Regions from separate parts of the Capsicum annuum genome. Here region 1 is linked to region 2. The links are chromatin contacts, called in public Hi-C maps. All regions are on one chromosome and are shown on one strand. Each heading gives the region's core, a stretch centred on a gene start, on an enhancer-like site or on the middle of the called end of the contact. The rest is flanking DNA. Distances are from core to core; before and after follow the strand shown.

Region 1 (4,367 bases), core at 1,383-3,882, 430 kb after region 2:
AATCATCAGCCAGAAGTTGCGGACAAGAAAACAAATGCTCAAACTAAATAACATCCTAATGGATGCCATCACTATAGTTAATGAATCAATCAAATAAATAATTATCATTCGGGTCATAATTACTAGTATCCCAATACTAAATAAGATGAATTACGGGATATCTACTAGAAATTTTCTAAAACTCACACTTATCTGCACAACATAAAAGGCTTTAATCAAAGTAAAAAGACTCAAAACAATATCATTACAGGCAATGAACAAACAAATTAATACATCCATCGACAACCTAAACAACTTATCTTGCCACCCACCCACCCAAAAATACCAAACAAAGGAAAGAGAAAAAGACATTCACAAAAAGAACCAAATAAATGAAACGTCAAACTTCTTAGAAATACAACCATCGACAACCTAAATAACTTCTCTTGCCACACACACACACCGAAAAGTACCAAAAAAAAGGAAAAGATAAAAAGACATTCACTAAAAGAAACGTCAAACTTCTTAGAAATGCAAAAAGAGTAGACGAGATATCCATTTAGCACATGAGGAAAGGTCATCTAAGGATAAATGAGAGGTTCATACTTCAAAGAATCTTCGATTCTAGAGACAAATTATTTAGTAGCAGAATGACATGAACTTAAAGAGAGCCAAAGATACAACAACACCATACATAGTGTAATCCCACAAGTGAGGTATGGGAAGGTAGAGTGTACGCAGCCTTACCCTACCTTGTGAAGGTAAGGAGGGTCTGTAAAGGCTCCCCGCTTATTTTGTGGATTGAGGAGTAGTTGCTTGATTGATTTATGATGAACGGGCATCTTACCAAGCAGAGTTGAACTGAACGACCAGCTTATTCATGATGGTAAAAGTTTAGACACAAGTTATCAATTCCGATTATCAAGAAATACCCATAATTCAACTAGTTCCAAAATAAGGCTCATATAATACTACTTTCATAATAGTACTCAATAAACTCAAAAATATTACATTTTTGAAGGCTTAAAGGAAATAACTGAGGAAGTTTATCCAACGGACTATTAACATGGCTGCAAAAGTTCATATATTTTGATACCCCACAAAAGTAGAAGTAAGGTCCACGTACATGCCACCCTCCCCCTGACCCCACTTGTGGGATTACACTGGGTATGATGTTAAAACCCTGGAGTATTAAGAAACATCCATCACTTAACTGGATCCAAAATTAATCAAATTCAATACTACTATCACAACAACACTCGATTAATACATAAAGACAGAAATATCAAAACCAGAGGACTATAACATGAAAGTAAAAATTTATATAATTTGAGTTAGAAATCCAGAGTATTTAAGAAACACCCATTACTTAACTAGATCCAAAATTGAGCTAATTCATACTACTATCACAACAACACCCAATTAATACATAAAGACTCAATTTTTATTGAACTTACAAGAAATTACCTAAGTTTAACCAAAGCCCTATAACACGAAAGTAAATATCTTGCTTTAATAACCATGGTGATTGGTGTCCAGCCCAGCTCTCGCGCACCTCCACTAATTCCACATGATACGTCACCTCCCATCCCACCAACAACAGGTACCAGGTAACTCTATCCACTAAGACTAGTGAAAGTAAAAACTTATATATCTAATTATGACACACCCATTACTTAACTAGATCCAAAATTAAGCTAATTCAATACTACTAGCACAGCAACACTCAGCTGATACATAAAGACTCCATTTTTACCGGGCTTACAAGAATTACCTAAGTTTAACCAAAACACTAGAGCATGAAAGTAGACATTTTTTTATGATAACGTGGTGTTCGCGCCAGCTTGCGCACACCTCCACTGATTCTACAAGACTGTCACCTCTCACCAGCAACACATACCAGTATCTCTATCCAATAAGACCCATGAAAGTAGAATTTTATGTATCTAGTTAAAGACCCTTATTTAAGAAACACCCATTACTTAACTGGATCCAAAATTGAGCTAATACAACACTATATCACAGCAACACTCAATTCATACATAAAGACTCAATTTTTACAGGTCTTACAAGAAATTACCTACATTTAACCAAAGTACTATAACATGAAACTAAAATATTTATACATGAAAGTACTTATGACACACCCATTACTTAACTAGATCCAAAATTGAGCTAATTCAATACCACTAACACAACAACACTCAATTAATACACAAAGACTCAATTTTTACATAGATTAATGTAAATTACCTGAGGAAGTTTAACAGTGGTAGATGCACCAACAATAGCATAACCAAGAAGCTTAGAAATTAGAGGAAGCAAACAATCTTTTTCAGGGAATTGACCATTGCTTAGAGATCCAAGTGCACAACCAAAGTCCATTCCGAGAAACTTTAATTCCACCATTTTTCTAATTCTTTCAAATTGATGGATCAAGAAACTCTTCTTAGAGAAAATTTGTTCAGACAATTATATTTTTTTGTTCGGACAAATACAAATGGTGTTTTTGGGGATTTTTAGTTCTTGAATGGGTACGGTTTTCAAGAAGAATTGTAAGTGGCAGCCTTCAAGCTGTGGTAATTTGTGTTACCCGCAAATTATAATCGACGCTCCCTCCGTTCCATAATAAGTTAATTATTAAATTTTGATATATATATTAATAAAAAAAAATAGAAACATAAATTTATTATATTTTTTTATTTTTATCCTATTTAAAAAACAAAGACACATAATACATCACTCCCAATGTACGTTTAATGGAGGGTAAATTTTAAAAAAATTTTCAACATTTACCTTAAAACCATTCACTTATTTTAAAACACTAAAATTGCTCCAACAATTCACTTATTATGAAACGGAGAAAGTAATAAAATTAATTATTAAATTATATTTTAATATTTAAAATAAATAAATTATTTATTCATAGAGAGATATTAAAAATTTCTTTTAATTTTACTTTAATGCGATTCTCTAAATACATCATATTTCCTACTAGAATATTTTAAGAGTAATTAAAATGATAATAGTAGAAAATAACCTATACTTTGCCATAAATTTTTTTCTTAATGATGTGTTATAACCCAATAATTCATTATTTTGGAAAGACTATATTGTTTTGGGATATCATTATGCACTGATTAGTACGATATGTTTGGTTATAAATTTTTAAATATTTTGTTTCAAATCATAACAAGTACCCCCTCCATTTTACTTTTAATTGTCATTATTTGTTTGATTTGATTTTCATTTTTATTTGCTATTTTTGATAGAAAACATAAAAAAAATTACTATATTTTATCCTTAATATTAATTATTTATTCTCCAAATTATTTTAAGTACTTATTACTAAATATCAATTAATAAGAGTAATGTGATAAAGTTGTTATATCAATTATTATTTTCATAATAAATATGTCATGTCAAAAAATAATAAATAAAAGCAAGCAAAAAAATATTAATAATATAATTATCAGATATTGTAATTTGTCAAATTATTTACCAAATTCATAGATGTAAAAAAACAAAGTATTAACACCACTTGTCATAAGATATGGTTATTAGGCCATCCATACTGAGAGCTATAAGCTGCAAGTTCAAATGAATTCAGTAATTTTTATTTAGATCTTATATCTGTGTTAGAAATATCGTATTAATAAATAACACGTGATTTAAGAAGTCATAGTAGCTAGCTGGAGTATTGTTTAATATAATTTTTTCATATTCTATGATTAATTTCTTTAATAAAAATATTTAATTAGGGAACTGATGGATAGAATTGTAGTTTAAGTTATAATTGATGGGTTTTTAAATAAAATATAAAAGTTTGTGGGTAAGTTTTTTTAAAAAAGAGAAAAGACATTTTTTTTCCTCCGGAAATTGTTCTCCAAACTCACTTTAGCACTTAAACTTAATTTTCATTTATTTACCCTCTTAACATCTTTAAAGTGTATTTGTTTGACCCATAAAGCTGACGTGATATTTTTTTTTAAAAAAGGGCACGTTTATTTATTAAAAAAAATTAATTTCAATAATCTTATATTTAAAATATAATAAAAAAAATTTTAAAAAATTAAAATTAAAAAATTTAAAACTCAAAAAGCAAAGACTAGATACTCGTGCAAGGCACGGGTATTTTGGCGACACTAATATGCAAAAGAGATTCAGTTTTGGGGAAAACTATTTCCAACTTGTTTTAATAATTTAGAATAGGAATAAAATAAAAGAAATATAGAACAATGAATCGATGTTAACATAATATGTACATTCAGTGTGGAATAAAATTGAGCTTGCTAGACTGGTTCAACCAATAGAAAAGTGATTAAATAAGTGGATAAAAATCTAGTTAGATTGTTGCAACTATAGTTGGAGGGACGTCTTTCGTTTGG
Region 2 (4,299 bases), core at 1,479-3,978:
AAGGACACAAAATAGGAGCACTTGCAGCTAAATATGGTATGCTTTTGGCATTTGACTTGAATTATCTTTTGAATGAGGATCTGACAATAATTCCTAACATATTTCATAGCTGCTTATAATCTCCCCCTTATGTTAGGAAAACTAACATACATCCTCCATCTTCTTTGAGGAATCCATCTTTGTGCATCATGGTATATTTATTAATCATATACCGCACATCAAAACTATTAGATGGAATAGTTGATTTCTGACCTTGAACCAATTGAGAGGGAAGAAATAATCATAATATATTGATCTAATGCATACAAGTGCTATTGTATGAAATATATCATATTTCATACCAATACATGAAACTTTGTTCTCATTAGTAATGGTTCAGCTATTTATGGAAGGCATTCAATGCTAAGCCATCATCATCAAGATGAATTATCTTGATCACACAATCTGAAAATTATGCTCAATTTATATTCAACAAATAACTTTATGAATGTCAAACGTAGGTTGACCATGAATGTATATGTGATCATCTTATTGATGCATCTTTTCAACATATCACATGATAGGTGAACGGGCTCATATTCACTTTTTATTCTTTTCAGATTTTGAGGGATCCAATCCCAAAATTAGTTGGTCCAACCAACTGATCATGAGAACAAGCAACATTAAAGTTCATGAAGAATTTTCTAATTCTTCAATATATGTTCAATATTCAGTATGCACATCTTTGGTATATCACAATCGTTCATGTCAACTTATGAACTTTTAATCTAGTAAACTCCAAGTTTACCATGATATGCGTTTTTACTTTAGTAAATTATATGAATAAATTTCAGATTTACTACTTCAGAAGTAGATTTCAAAAATCTCAGCTATTCTGCCTCTTTCGAAGGTGAGTTGTCATACCATCACAATCAAGTACACGTTTATATTAATAAACTTCATTAAATATTATCACATTCACCCAGGGAATGGATTTGTGCTTATAATAATCAAAATTTTCATTCGCCAAGAATGAAATATAATTGTGCCTTAAGCCTATCAAATTATGATAGCTTATATATCTTATAACCTCTTTCATCATATTGCTACTTCAAGAGCAAATTGAGGCATACATATGATGTAGAGAATTTTTCTCTAGCATATCTTATAATCATAATAAGCGTGTAAGAATATTATTACTTTGATGATTATTATCATATTGTCTCTCCACACTTATATTCGTGCATCAATCACTTGTCTTCTTTCAACAATAAAACAAGTTGTCAACTTTCAGATTTATGCTACCATATTCACTTCATGGAATAGAGCATATTAATGGAATATGTTTCATGACCTTTTATTAAACACTCATTATTTTGCCTTACCCATCATAATATCATCAATATGGTGTATTGAGATTCAAACTCAACATCTTATCCATACAAAGACGTCTTAGGCATGAATCGATAGGACTTGAACCCAACATATTATCATCTTTTTTTATAATATTATTCTTGAGGAATAAATTTAAAATATAAATGGTTCCAAATCAGTTATTTTTCCTCAAATCCAAGAATAATTATATTAGTAGTAGCAAAAGAAAGATAGCATAAAGAATTACTAACCTTGAAATCCCTCAAATTTATAATCTCATCTTGTTTGGCAAACCTTGAAATGCCTCAAATTTATAATCTCATCTTGTTTGGCAGAGTGTCGTGCTGATAACGTGTTATAAAATAAGCAGAGTGTCGTGCTGATAACGTGTTATAAAACAAGAAAAAATAAAGAAGAAGAGTAGATAGAATAGAGAGAGTGATTCTTATTTCTCTTGAGGAATAATTTACAATGAAGGAAACCCTTCTATTTATAGGAAAATTTGCCCCTAGTTTCACACTAAAAACAAATACATCAAATCCTAATAGATATCAGCTAAATCTTATTAGATAGACATTCACTACAATGTAAATACATTTATAACAATGACTTTATTATCTTAAATTAATACTATTTAATGTAAATATCTTATGCAGATAATTTTTTACAATTTGCTTTGTTTATGAATTTTGAAATCAATAATTTGGCTCGATCCATCTACTAAACAATATAAATAATAGATTCTGTAACAAGTAAATTGAATATTTTTAATAAACTACCAAATTTAAACATATCATTTGAATTCTGGATCTGTTTGTACATTCTGGATAAGATTAAATAAATTTTAATCCTAATACATGGTCAATTTCTTAACCTTTTTAGGATATGTCATTAAGAAATTCAAACTAATCTTATTTTCAATTGAAAACCTCATCTTTTAATAAAGTATTTCAATTAAATACATTCAATTCAAATTTGGAAAAAACTTTTGCATATGTTTTATTTGCCTATTACATAATTAAGTTAACCACATAAGATATGTATCTCTTTGAATTATATACACATCAAACTCAAGTATCACATGTCAGGAAGTTTTACGACTTAGCGAATGCATATATCTAAAGAAAATAACATAATTTATGTAATTAACCTATCTAACTAATAAACAAATAAAAATACTATGTGATTCTCACATTTATTCTAATCTTGGTGGACAAAGTTATCTTATATCTGATGATGTTGGACAAAGTTACCTTGTATATATTGTCGGTGAAAGGTGACAGATACCCTCTGAAATTAGTTGAGCTACACGAAAGCTACAAAGTTACCTTATATTGTTGCTAGTGAAAGATGACAAATTTTCCATGAAATTAGTTGAACAGCAAGAAAGCTGCTCAGACATCATAATTATCTCAAAATAAAATATGCATAATATAAATGGAGGGCAGTTTAGCAATTCAACAGTGAACACTTGATTCAAAAATTCCTTTTGGAACCAAAACATTTGTAATTCTAACATCCCAGTGAGTATCTAAATTCACTCGATCCAATTTCTCCCCTCTCTCTCTAATCTCTCTCTCTCTATATATATATATATCAATCAAAGAGAGTAGCATAATATGTCTATTTACGCAGCCAGCGAATCACAAGAACAATGGTGGCACCTTTATCCTCCGATGAACTCAATTACATGGTTTTCCGATACCTTCATGAATCAGGTTCTTCTATTTTTCTCACTTCCTTTTTTGATAATCGTGGTTTTTGGACAAGCTTTCGCACACCTTTCATGGATACCTGCCATTTTCCACCGACAATTAGTGTTTATATTCGAGCCAGCTTTTGCATAACTCAACTGAATTCACGAAACATCTATCACCTTCCACAACTCACGTTTTTTATCTCTTCTTTTTTGTTTTGATAATCATGGTATTCGGGCCAATTTTTGAACACCTAAACTAAATTTACGGGATACGTGACACCTACCATCAACAACATGGTTTTTTCTTTCTTCCTTTTTTGATAATAGTGGTGTTCGGCCAGCTTCCCCGCACCTGACTAAATACCTGCTACCTCCACCAACAATATTTTTTCTCTCGCTTTTTCTTGATAACTGTGTCAGAGTGAGCTTTTGTACATTTTGACTAAATTAGACTAAATTCACGGAATAAGTGACATTCTCGCCAGCCACATTTTTCCTCTCTCTCTCTTTTCCATGATAAGTGTGTCAGAGCGAATTTTTGTGCACCCCGATTAAATTCACAGAATACGTGACATTCCCACCAGCAACATTTTTTTCTCTCTTTTTAGGGTTCAAATAGCTATAGCTAATCATAATAAATGTTGTTTATAGTTGTTCAACTTGTTTTAATTAAAAGAGTTTTATGTGGTGAATTTATCAGGTCCAGTGGTTTTTTTAAAAAAATCAGTTTCGTTTGAATCGTTTTTGAATGAGTTTAATTGCTTTGATATAATTTACTTGAGTCTAGGGCGTGTAGGGGTAGTATACACTATCCTATAGACCCCCTTGGGTGTGGTGTTGTTGTTATTAGACGAGTTTAATTGCTTTGATATGCTTAGCTGAGTCGAGGGTGTGTTTAGAAAGTAAGGGGTAAGATTTGCGTACATATCACCCTCTATAGAATCCTCTGGGTAGGGTGTTGTTGTTATTATACAAGTTTTATTGTTTTGATATGCGTTACTTGAGCCGAGAGTATGTAGGGGTAAGGTCTGAGTATACACTGCCCTCTACAGACCCCACTGGGTATGTTATTGTTGTTATTAGACGAGTTTTATTGCTTTGATATGCTTTACCTGACAGTGGCGGACCCAGAATTTAAGCATAGTGGGTGCTTAAAAAATTAAAAAGCTAAGAAAAAATAAAAATGACCTCAATGAGGTTCGAACCTGAGTCAACACTTCAAGTTTTCAGTGCACCCAACCAACTTT

Evidence for each region. A called contact is a pair of places that touch in the nucleus more often than the background predicts.
Region 1: a Hi-C map of leaf shows a contact between it and region 2, with 2.0 times the contacts expected there. The contact joins the promoter of LOC107851374 here to the promoter of LOC107850959 in region 2. A contact is called at or near these places in 2 of 5 Hi-C or Micro-C datasets (bud and leaf).

Annotation. Positions count from the first base shown.
Region 1 is chr12:216,651,334-216,655,700 of UCD10Xv1.1, forward strand. It overlaps LOC107851374 (mannose-P-dolichol utilization defect 1 protein homolog 2), which reads right to left and starts at 2,633. Exons shown (of 8, transcript XM_016696372.2): 1 at 2,233-2,633. The coding sequence starts at 2,388.
Region 2 is chr12:216,217,726-216,222,024 of UCD10Xv1.1, forward strand. It overlaps LOC107850959 (WD40 repeat-containing protein HOS15), which reads left to right and starts at 2,729. Exons shown (of 15, transcript XM_016695820.2): 1 at 2,729-2,876; 2 at 2,989-3,071. The coding sequence starts at 3,008.